2 separate regions of the Sus scrofa genome follow, and region 1 is linked to region 2. Evidence: chromatin contacts called from public HiChIP or PLAC-seq data. All regions are on one chromosome and are shown on one strand. Each heading gives the region's core, a stretch centred on a gene start, on an enhancer-like site or on the middle of the called end of the contact. The rest is flanking DNA. Distances are from core to core; before and after follow the strand shown. Region 1 has its middle 48 kb from the start of PABPC1. Region 2 holds the start of ZNF706 (zinc finger protein 706).

Region 1 (4,655 bases), core at 441-2,940, 320 kb before region 2:
TAACATTTAACACGAGTCTTTCCATTTGTTTGTATTGCCTTCAATTTCTTGCATTGATGTTTTAGAGTTTTCCAAATACAGGTCTTGTCCCTCCTTAGTTAGATTTATTACTAAGTATTTTATTCTTTTTGACACAATTGTAAATGGCATTTTTTAAAAAATTTCTTTCTGATAATTCTTATTATATGTAGATATGAAATGGATGTCCATATGTTAACTTCGTATCCTGCAACTTTGCTGAATTCATTGATGAGCTCTAGGAGCCTTACGGTGGCATTTTTAGGAACCTCTATCTATAGTATCATGTCATCTGCAAAGAGTGACAGTTTATTCTTTCCAATTAGGATTCCTTTTATTTCTTTTTCTTATCTGATTGCTGTGGCTAGGACTTCCCATACTATGTTGAATAAAAGTGAGAGCAGACATCCTTGTCTTATTTCTGATCTTTGAAGAAATGTTTTCAGCTTTTCACCATTGAGTATGATGTTAGCTGTGGGCTTGTTATATATGGTTTTTTATTATGTATATTCATTTTGTTGTGAGTATTTTCATGAATTGATGATGTTTTGTCAAAAGCTTTTTCTGCCTTTACTGAGATTATCATATGATTAATATCCTTCAGTTTGTTAATGTGTTAGAATATTGAACCATCCTTGTATCCCTAGGATAAATTCCACTTGATCTTGGTATATGATCTTTTTATATTATTGAGCTAAGTTTGCCAATATTTTGTTGAGAATTTTTCAATCTATGGTCATCAGTGATATGGGCCTGTATTTTTTGAGAGAGGGGAGAGGTGTCATATCTTTGCCTAATTTTAGTATCAGGGTGATGCTGACCTCACAGAATGAGTTTAGAAGCATTATTTCCTCTGCAATTTTTTGGAATAGTTTGATAAGAAGAGGTGTTAACTCTTCTTTAAGTGTTTGGTAGAATTCACCTGTGAAACCATCTGGTTCTGGACTTTTGTTTGTTGGGAGTTTTTGGTTACTGATTAAGTTTTATTACTGGTAACTAGTCTGTTCATATTTTCTATTTCTTCCTGATTATGTCTTGGGAGATTGTACATTTCTAATAATTTGTCCATCTCTTCTAGGTTATCCATTTTATTGGCATATAATTGTGGTGATCTCTTATGATCCTTTGTATTTCTGTGTGTCAGTTGTATCTTCTTTTTCATTTCTGATTTTATTTATTTGGGTCCTTCCTCCTCTTTTTTTGATAAATCTGGCTAAAGATTTACCAATATTGTTTACCTTTTCAAAGAATAAGCTCTTAGTTTTATTGACCTTTCTACTGTTTTTTAGCCTCTATTTCATTTATTTCTGCTCTGACCTTTGTGATTTCTTCTACTAAATTTGGGGGTTTTTTTTGTTGTTTTTTTGTTTTTCTTCTTCTAGTTCCTTTTAGGTACAAAGTTAGGTTGTTCATTTGAGATTTTTCTTGTTTCCTGAAGTAGGCTTGTATCACTAGACACTTCCCTCTTTGAACAGCTTTAGGTGCATCCCCTAGATTTTGGGTCTTTGTGTTTTCATTATCATTTATGAGGTACTCCTGAAGCTTAATGTAGGTGAATGCCACTGAAGGTCTCCCCCAACCCATCTCCTGCTGTCAACCAAACAGGAGGAACAAGAAGGAAAACAGAAAACACTGGAACTGGGAAGAGAAACCCCTTCCTCCTGCAGTGTCCCTCCAGTGCCCTCTACTGACAAGGCTTTTAACATCATGTCAGCTACAAAGGACAAAAGTTAAAGGACTCAGATCAATTTTCACAGGTTAGGAAATGAAGTGTGAATTTGGGGCCAAGGCAATAAGTTGGTAACTGGTACAAGTGTTTATCTTTTATGATTATAAAAATCTCATTGACAGCTGAGCCATGTAGTATACTATAATAACTTGTCCTTTCTTACTTGGTTTTTTGTTTTCTCTCAAATTAATAATTGATTTTGTTGTTTTTGTTGCTTTAATTATCATCAATCCCCCAATTCTCCCCCTAGGATGTAAATCTCCTTCCCTTAGGGGAGCAATCGTCTTAGTCCTAAATCTGGCAACATTCAATGCCAGGACTACTAAAATCAGGAAGACATGGCAGCAGAGACCATTGTTAGTATTTAAGGAAGTTTATGCATCCTTAGCAGGAGTCCCAATAATGGCCTTGGGGTCAATTCACAGAGGCCACCGAGTCTTTTCTCTTCCATTTCCTTTCTTTCTACCAAGGTTGATCTCACAAATGCTGTACTTTCTCATTCATTAACTTCCTGCTCTCTTGGCTTCCCAGCATCCTATTTATTAATTAAAACAGAACAGTAAAGGTAGCTAAGCATGAATAGTGGGCCAACACATTGTATTAAAAACAAGAGCAATTGTATCATAATTTAAACTCATTCCATCAACCTCTAACCCCTTAGAAAAGTCCTCAAAACTTTCTGGAATTTCACAGAAGGCATTCACTAAAATTTCAACTTCCTTAAGAACTATCATTCCAAGTAAATAAACCATGTCTTATTAAGTTGTATTCCTTTTCTTTTTAATCACTAGTATCATATCCAAAAAGTAATCCTCATAACAAAGGTATATAATTTTATTATTATTTTTTGTCTTTTTGCCTTTTTCTAGGGCCACACCCGTGGCATATGGAGGTTCCCAGGCTAGGGGGTCTAATTGGAGTATAGCGGCTGGTCTACGCCAGAGCCACAGCAACGCAGGATCTGAGCCACGTCTGTGACCTACACCACAGCTCACGGCAACACCAGATCCTTAACCCACTGAGCAAGGCCAGGGATCGAACCCACAACCTCATGGTTCTTAGTTGGATTCATTAGCCACTGAGCCACGACAGGAACTCCAAAGGTATATAATTTTAAACACCTCTCATAGAAAATGCAGATCCCAGCCATGTCTGCGACCTACATCACAGCTCACAGCTGTGACAGATCCTTAACCCACTGAGCGAGGCTGGGGATGGAACCTGTGTCTTCATGGATACTAGTCAGGTTCATTACCACTGAGCCACAATGGGAACTCCCCCAAGTTTAAGTTCAAATATCTAAATAGTTTTCTTCCAGGGATAGGTTTTTTCCAATGGTCTTGAAAATCAACTACCTTTGGGATTCAAAGGAATGTAAAAGCTATAAATACACATTCAGATGAGTTGATAGTAAATTGCTATACATGGAATGCTGCTCAAACCTGAAATGTTAAGGACACTCACTGTATCCTTTTTTTTAAAAAAGTTGGCTTTAGCCGTCAGTCTTTTACTGAAAGAATGGATATTCCAGAAAGACAAAAAGTAGTTTTCTACAACTGGCAGAGAAAGGGAAGGAAGAAAACTGGCTTCAATAGGCCAATATTCAGATGATGGCAAAACTAGGACTCTTTTCTGGTTAAATGCTTAGAGGCTGTTTGGAAGCTGTATTTGAAGAATAAAATGATTTAAAAAAATAGTATTTTAGGTGGCAAAAAAAAAAAAAAGATCAAACTTTATCCAAATTATATTCCATAATAATTAAAATTTGAATGTAAAATAAAGCAAATATATAAAAGTTTAAGAAGAAAGTGTACGTACATGTTTATCAATCTCTGGCGAGAGGCCTTGCTAAGCTAAACACATCATTAAAGCCAAAAGCATCAAGAATATGATTGACAGACTTGACCACATGAAAATTCAAATTCTACCTGTTACAGACTGAATGTTTGTGTCCCCATAAAAGCCATATGTCAAAGTCCTAACCCTCAATGTGGTGGTATTTGGAAAGGGGGCCTTTGGTTGGTTGGTTGGTTTTTGGCTGCATCTATGGCAGGTAAAATTTCCCAGGCCAGGGATTGAACACAGCAGCCACCCAAGCCATTGCAGTGACAATGTCAGATCCTTAGCCTATTACGCCACAAGAGACCTCGGGAAATGGGGCCTTTGGAAGGTAGTCAGGGTTAGATGAGGTCAAGAGAGTGGGGGGCCCTGATGATGGGATTAGTGTCCTTATAAGAAGAGACACCAGGGAGCTTGTTCTTGTCCTACTGTGTGGGGACCCAGCAAGAAGGTGGCTGTCTGTGAGCCAGGGAGAAAGCTCTTGCCAAAAATTGACCATGTTGGCACCTTGAACTTTTAACCCCCAGAACTGAGGGAAAATAAATTTTTGCTGTTTAAGGCACCCAGTCTACTCTGTTTTGTTATGGCAGCCCAAGAAGACTAATACATACCCTAAGGAAAGTTTAAAAATCAGAAATGTGAAGAAAAATATTTGCAACATATATAATAGGCAACATATTTATAATTCCAAAAATGATTTTTTTTTAACAAATCAGCTAGGAGTTCCCGTCGTGGCGCAGTGGTTAACGAATCCGACTAGGAACCATGAGGTTGCGGGTTCGGTCCCTGCCCTTGCTCAGTGGGTTAACGGTCCGGCGTTGCCGTGAGCTGTGGTGTAGGTTGCAGACGCGGCTCGGATCCCGCGTTGCTGTGGCTCTGGCGTAGGCCGGTAGCTACAGCTCCGATTGGACCCTGGCCTGGGAACCTCCATATGCCGCGGGAGCGGCCCAAGAAATAGCAACAACAACAACAACAACAAAAAAGACAAAAGACAAAAAAACAAAACAAAACAAAAAAAGAACAAATCAGCTAGAAAAATGCAAGTATTTTAATAGCAAAATGACCAAAG
Region 2 (4,893 bases), core at 360-2,859:
GGGAAGCTACTAATTCTAGAAGTTTCTTTGATATCTAGAAGTTGTTAGCTATTTTAACATTTTCATGCAGGGATCTGTACAAAGGAATGCCATTAAATACACATTATTTTTAACTTTTGCAGTTCCAATTTCTTCTAATACATAACATTACACGATAGATTTAACCCATTTTCACTGTCATCTAACAAAAGTAACAAACAAGCCATGAAAGCTTTAATAAATACGTCTGTGGTTGCTGTTCTTATTTTTGAAATAGAAAGCCTAACATCAGGTAAAGGAAACTCAATTAGTCTAAATGTGTTAAGATCGGCCCCTAAGTTCTAACACGCTGCATTGATTTCCTTCCTGAAAGCAGAAATGCAAACGAACAAACCACCTGCTTTTGGACAGCTCAACTTAGGACTTGCTCTCAAGCCAATCGAATTTTCTACAAAACCTTAAGCAATAACTAAGCATAACTTCTCCCTGATTAAATGCGCCAAACTGTGGAGCAGGAAGTCATGTACAACCCTAAAAGTTGGTTTTTAATATAACTCTTATTTTGGACGATTCTCGGAGGGGGCTGCAAAGAGGGAAGTAACAGAGCGAATAACGAGTTCTTCCAAAACGAGGAGCTCTTATCGGAGGTAACAAGTTAAGCACTGCCCCAAAGACCCTCTTAGAACCAAAACAAATAAGAGAGGAAAAAAAAAGATTTTGGATCCAGGAAGTAGGATCATCCTCCCTAAGAATGTGAAGCGAAGAGGCCCAGGCAGTGTTCAACATCCTGACCCTGGCTTTTAACTCCATCCGTTTTGGAGAGGCAGAGGATGAAAGCACCAGCCGTAAGGTCTATTTCTCTCAGCACTTCGCTGAACCCAGCTGCAGCCGGGCGCATCTTCCTTCTCGATCCGGTCTCTTCAGCCTCAGAGAGCCCCCTCCTCTTTTCTGCCACCCAGTCTCTCTCTACCCGCCACTCCCCACGGACCCCGGCCCGAGACGTGCCTCCCGGAGGCCTCAGCTGTCCGAAACCCGGCCCCTTGACCACGGGGAGTCCCGGCCTCGAGAAACCGGCCAGCTGCTGTCGCCAGAGGGTAAGGTTACCGCTCGGCTACCGGTCTGCGACCCGGCCACCTGCAGGGCCTGGCAGGCGCCCGAGCTTCCCCTCCTTCCGCGGCCCGCGCCGGACAGGACGGGCTCGGCCGCCCCCGGGAGGCGGGGCAGGCCGGTGGCCCCTCGCGACCTGTGGTAACCCCCATGGTTCCCGCCGACCCCGCCGGCGGGCCCCCACCCGGGCTCCCGGGCGTCCTGTGCGGCGTCAGCGCCGCCCCCACAGCCGCTTACCCGGGCCGGGACAGTCTTGCGTCTGAGAGACCGCGCAGCGCGAGAGCGCCGGGGAGGTGGCCGGAGAGGAAGGGGAGCGCGTCCAGCACCGCTTCGACCTCCTCCACCCGCCAAGGAGGGGAAAAGGGAGAGCCGAGAGCACAACAGCCCGCGCCTCACACCCGCCGCCGCCGCCGCCGCCGCCGCCGCGCGCGCCCGCCGCCGCCTCAGCCTTGGGGGAGGCCACTACGCCTCGTGCTCGCGCACGCCGCGCTGCTCTCCCAGTCGCCCCAGCGCCGCCCGCTTCTCCCTGCTCCCGCCCACTCGCCTTCCTGCTGAGGCCTCCTCCCCGCCCCCACTCTCTAGCGCGCCTGCCCCTCTTCCGGCCGCGCGGGCCAATGGCAGCGCGCCCCTATTACATAAGTGGAGAGGCGGGGCCTGCAGGCTGAAGGCGGCCCCTCAGAGAAGGGAACTGCAGGGGACGTCGCGCTCTGTCCTCTGTGCCCCTCCCCTGCCGCGTGCTCTCTCCGGGCGGCTTTAGCCGGCCCTGGGACCCGCGTGATCTCGGTCCTGGCTGGTGACGGCCCGCAGTGTGATTCACAAGTCGCTCGCTCACTCATTCGGGCGGTGGCCGGGCCTCAGCCCCTGCGTCCCAGGTCACGAGCCTCCCACCTCGGCGGCGCCCTCCTGTGTCCCAGCCTGGGGAGGGTCCCGGTGAGGCGCGCCAGCCCCGCGGCGCTAAGGGTCGCCGACCCGGGAGCCCGCCACCCAGGCGCACTGCCGTCCCCGCCTCCTGTGAGGCCCGGGCGGGCTGGTCGGCCCTTAACTGGGACGTGCAGCCTTTGTTCGCTCACCAGCTGCCCTTTACCTCGTTTCCGGGGAAACCCTGGTTACTCTACGAATCTGGGAATTTTAGAGAGTTCAAGATTCAGGCCTGAGTGTCTCGCTGAAAATTGCCGGCCAGGCCTCCCTGACCATTTTAGTCTAACTACTTAGCAGTTTAATCAGTTGTTACTATTTGGGGGAATTGTGTGTGTGTGTGTGTGTGTGTGTGTGCGCGTGTGTGTTACTTGACTTAGAGGCCACGACGGCTAATTTCCAATATGTGATCAAGAGCATGGCGATTTAGTAATTATTAAATCTGTTTATCTGGAAAGGCCTTTTAGACCTTGGCTTTAGTCTGCTGCTTCCCTCCTCCCCCCTCCCCTCGCCTCCGCCGCCGCCACCCAACACACGTTTGTTTCAAATTAGAACTACAGATCCAACAACAAAGGAACTCTTGGCATTTGACATTCTCACCTTGCCTCCGCTCTCCTAATTTATCTGTCAGCGCCCAGGAAATGGTAGTTGAATGTAAATACATGGCAAGTTACTAGGATAACTTGGGTGGACCGGGGTATATATATCACAGAATTGTTGAAAATAGCCAGGGAGGAGTTAACTGCTTAATGAATTTGGGTGGCATACAACTTGTTCAGTCGTTCCTTTTCCTCCCCACTTCAGGTCCTCTCACTTTTCACACCCTCCCTTCCATATTGCAGTTTTAAACGACAGGTTCAAATTTTAATCTCTCTCCAGTGCTCAATTGTAAGCTCATTTTCGCCGCTGCATACCCAGTGCTTAGCAGTATATGAAATATAGTAGGGGGTGAGTAAATGGCTATTGATCAGATTAACTGATGTGTATCAAGAAAGCAGAACTGGGAGTCCCCATCGTGGCGCAGTGGAAACAAATCCCACTAGGAACCATGAGGTTTCGGGTTCGATCCCTGGCCTTGCTCAGTGGGTTAAGGATCCAGCGTTGCTGTGGCTGTGGTGTAGGCCCGCAGCTGTAGCTCCGATTGGACCCCTAGCCTGGGAACCTCCATATGCCGCGGGTGCAGCCCTAAGAAGACAAAAAAGAAAAGAAAGCAGAACTTATCGATGTATGAAGCCATAGCTTAACTATTAAGTCACCATAACTGTATAATTATATTAACCTGGCTAATAGGAAGGAAGCACATGAGGCACTTGGGAAACCTAAAGACAGGAAATTGGAAGAGTTGTGTTTCTCTAGCCATGAAAGAGACTGGACGATGAAAAGGACAGGGAAATCTGATTGGCAAAGCTGTCTTTTTAACTAGATAGGTGATTTCTGTGGTGAAATAGGATTACCATGTCACTTGTTACCCAGGCCTAGATGAAATATCTGGTAGAGCCAGTGTTTCTTAAATTTTTGAGTTGTACCTCCTTTGAGAATTTGGTAAAAGCCGTAGACTTTGCCCCCAGAAAGTTCATGTATTTATAGATTTATCCTTATTGGTAGAATTTCTTGATGTTGGTTGCTAATGACACTTTGGGCTAGATCATTCTTTGTTTGGGGGCTGTCCTGAGGACTGTAGGATGTTCGGCAACATCACCCTCTTGATGTCAGCAGCACCCCATCTCCAGTTTTGACTATTGAAAATGTCTTCAGACATTACCAAGTGTCCTCTGGGGTCAGACTCTCCCCTGGTAGAAAACCACTACCTAGAGGATATGGTCATTTTATGTGATGGTTAGGGCATTTGAAATACAAAGGGGAAAAAATGCAAAAAGGAATGGCTAAGATTCAGTATCTGTGCCGTGACAAACAGAATATGAAAGGCAGATGAATTGGCATTACTACCAGCTGGTGTCCCACTTATGTTTTAGAAATGTGACAGCAAATGGGATATGAACTCCTTAGAAGAATGTTCATACACGTTTCTAGTTTTAATCATGAATGCTACCGTATTTCTAATGTTTTTCTTCGGCCTTTCGACAATTACTCTAGGTTAATATGCAGTAAGCCTGTGCCTATTTTCTGTCTCAATCACATTCAGATTAAAGGACTTCTCTGAAGACCTGAGAGGCTTATTTATTTATTTGTATTCATGTCACGTTTTCAGAGGTGAAAGTGCTTCTTATATTACTTCTTATATTACTTCTCAGATACACAGATTATTCTGAATCATTTTCCACAATGTATCTGTGACACGTAGGTTAATATCTAAATGTAGGCAAGTGCTCAGCTCGAGGGTTCATTAGAAAACAAAGGAGGTGAGGTCCAGACTCTAGAGGTCCTTCCATCGAGTGACAAATAATAACAGCAATAATGATGATAGTAGACTTAAAAATGTTTCCTTTGCTGGCTCTTCTTCCTCTACTCAATTTCTACTTGTTGAGATTTCTCATCAGGGCTGCAACCTAGATATTCTTGACTTCTCTACACTCTTAGCCCAAGGGAAAAAGTTGTAGCTTTAAATAAGGAACTTCAGATGACCCCACATTTCTATCTCCACTGCAGTCCTCTCCTTTTTTTTTTTTTGTCCTTTTTAGGGCTGCACCCATGGCATGTGGAGGTTCCTAGGCTAGGGGTCTAATCCGGGCTATAGCTGCTGGCCTACACCACAGCTACAGCAACAAGGGATCCGAGCTGCATCTGCAACCTCCACCACAGCTCACGGCAACGCCGGATCCTTAACCCACTGAGCAAGGCCAGGGATCGAACCCGCAACCTCATAGTTCCTAGTCAGATTCATTAACCGCTGAGCCATGACAGGAACTCCCAGTCCTTTCTTCTGATTCCAAA

Evidence for each region. HiChIP or PLAC-seq counts read pairs in DNA pulled down with a chosen protein or histone mark.
Region 1: an H3K27ac HiChIP or PLAC-seq map of alveolar macrophages shows a contact between it and region 2. The contact joins the enhancer-like site here to the promoter of ZNF706 in region 2. A contact is called at or near these places in 1 of 5 promoter capture datasets (liver), 9 of 47 Hi-C or Micro-C datasets (embryonic fibroblasts, fetal heart ventricle, heart right ventricle and 5 more) and 1 of 2 datasets of contacts at active chromatin or transcription factors (alveolar macrophages).

Annotation. Positions count from the first base shown.
Region 1 is chr4:36,087,411-36,092,065 of Sscrofa11.1, reverse strand. No RefSeq gene overlaps it. Among named protein-coding and RNA genes, the nearest start is that of PABPC1, 48 kb to the left of the region's middle. Within about 2 kb of position 1,690, at least 1 of the 83 cell types and tissues checked has an H3K27ac peak or open chromatin away from gene starts, as enhancers often do. A contact at or near this core is called in alveolar macrophages, where this site is marked.
Region 2 is chr4:35,764,803-35,769,695 of Sscrofa11.1, reverse strand. ZNF706 (zinc finger protein 706) reads right to left here and starts at 1,609. Exons shown (of 4, transcript XM_003481371.3): 1 at 1,324-1,609.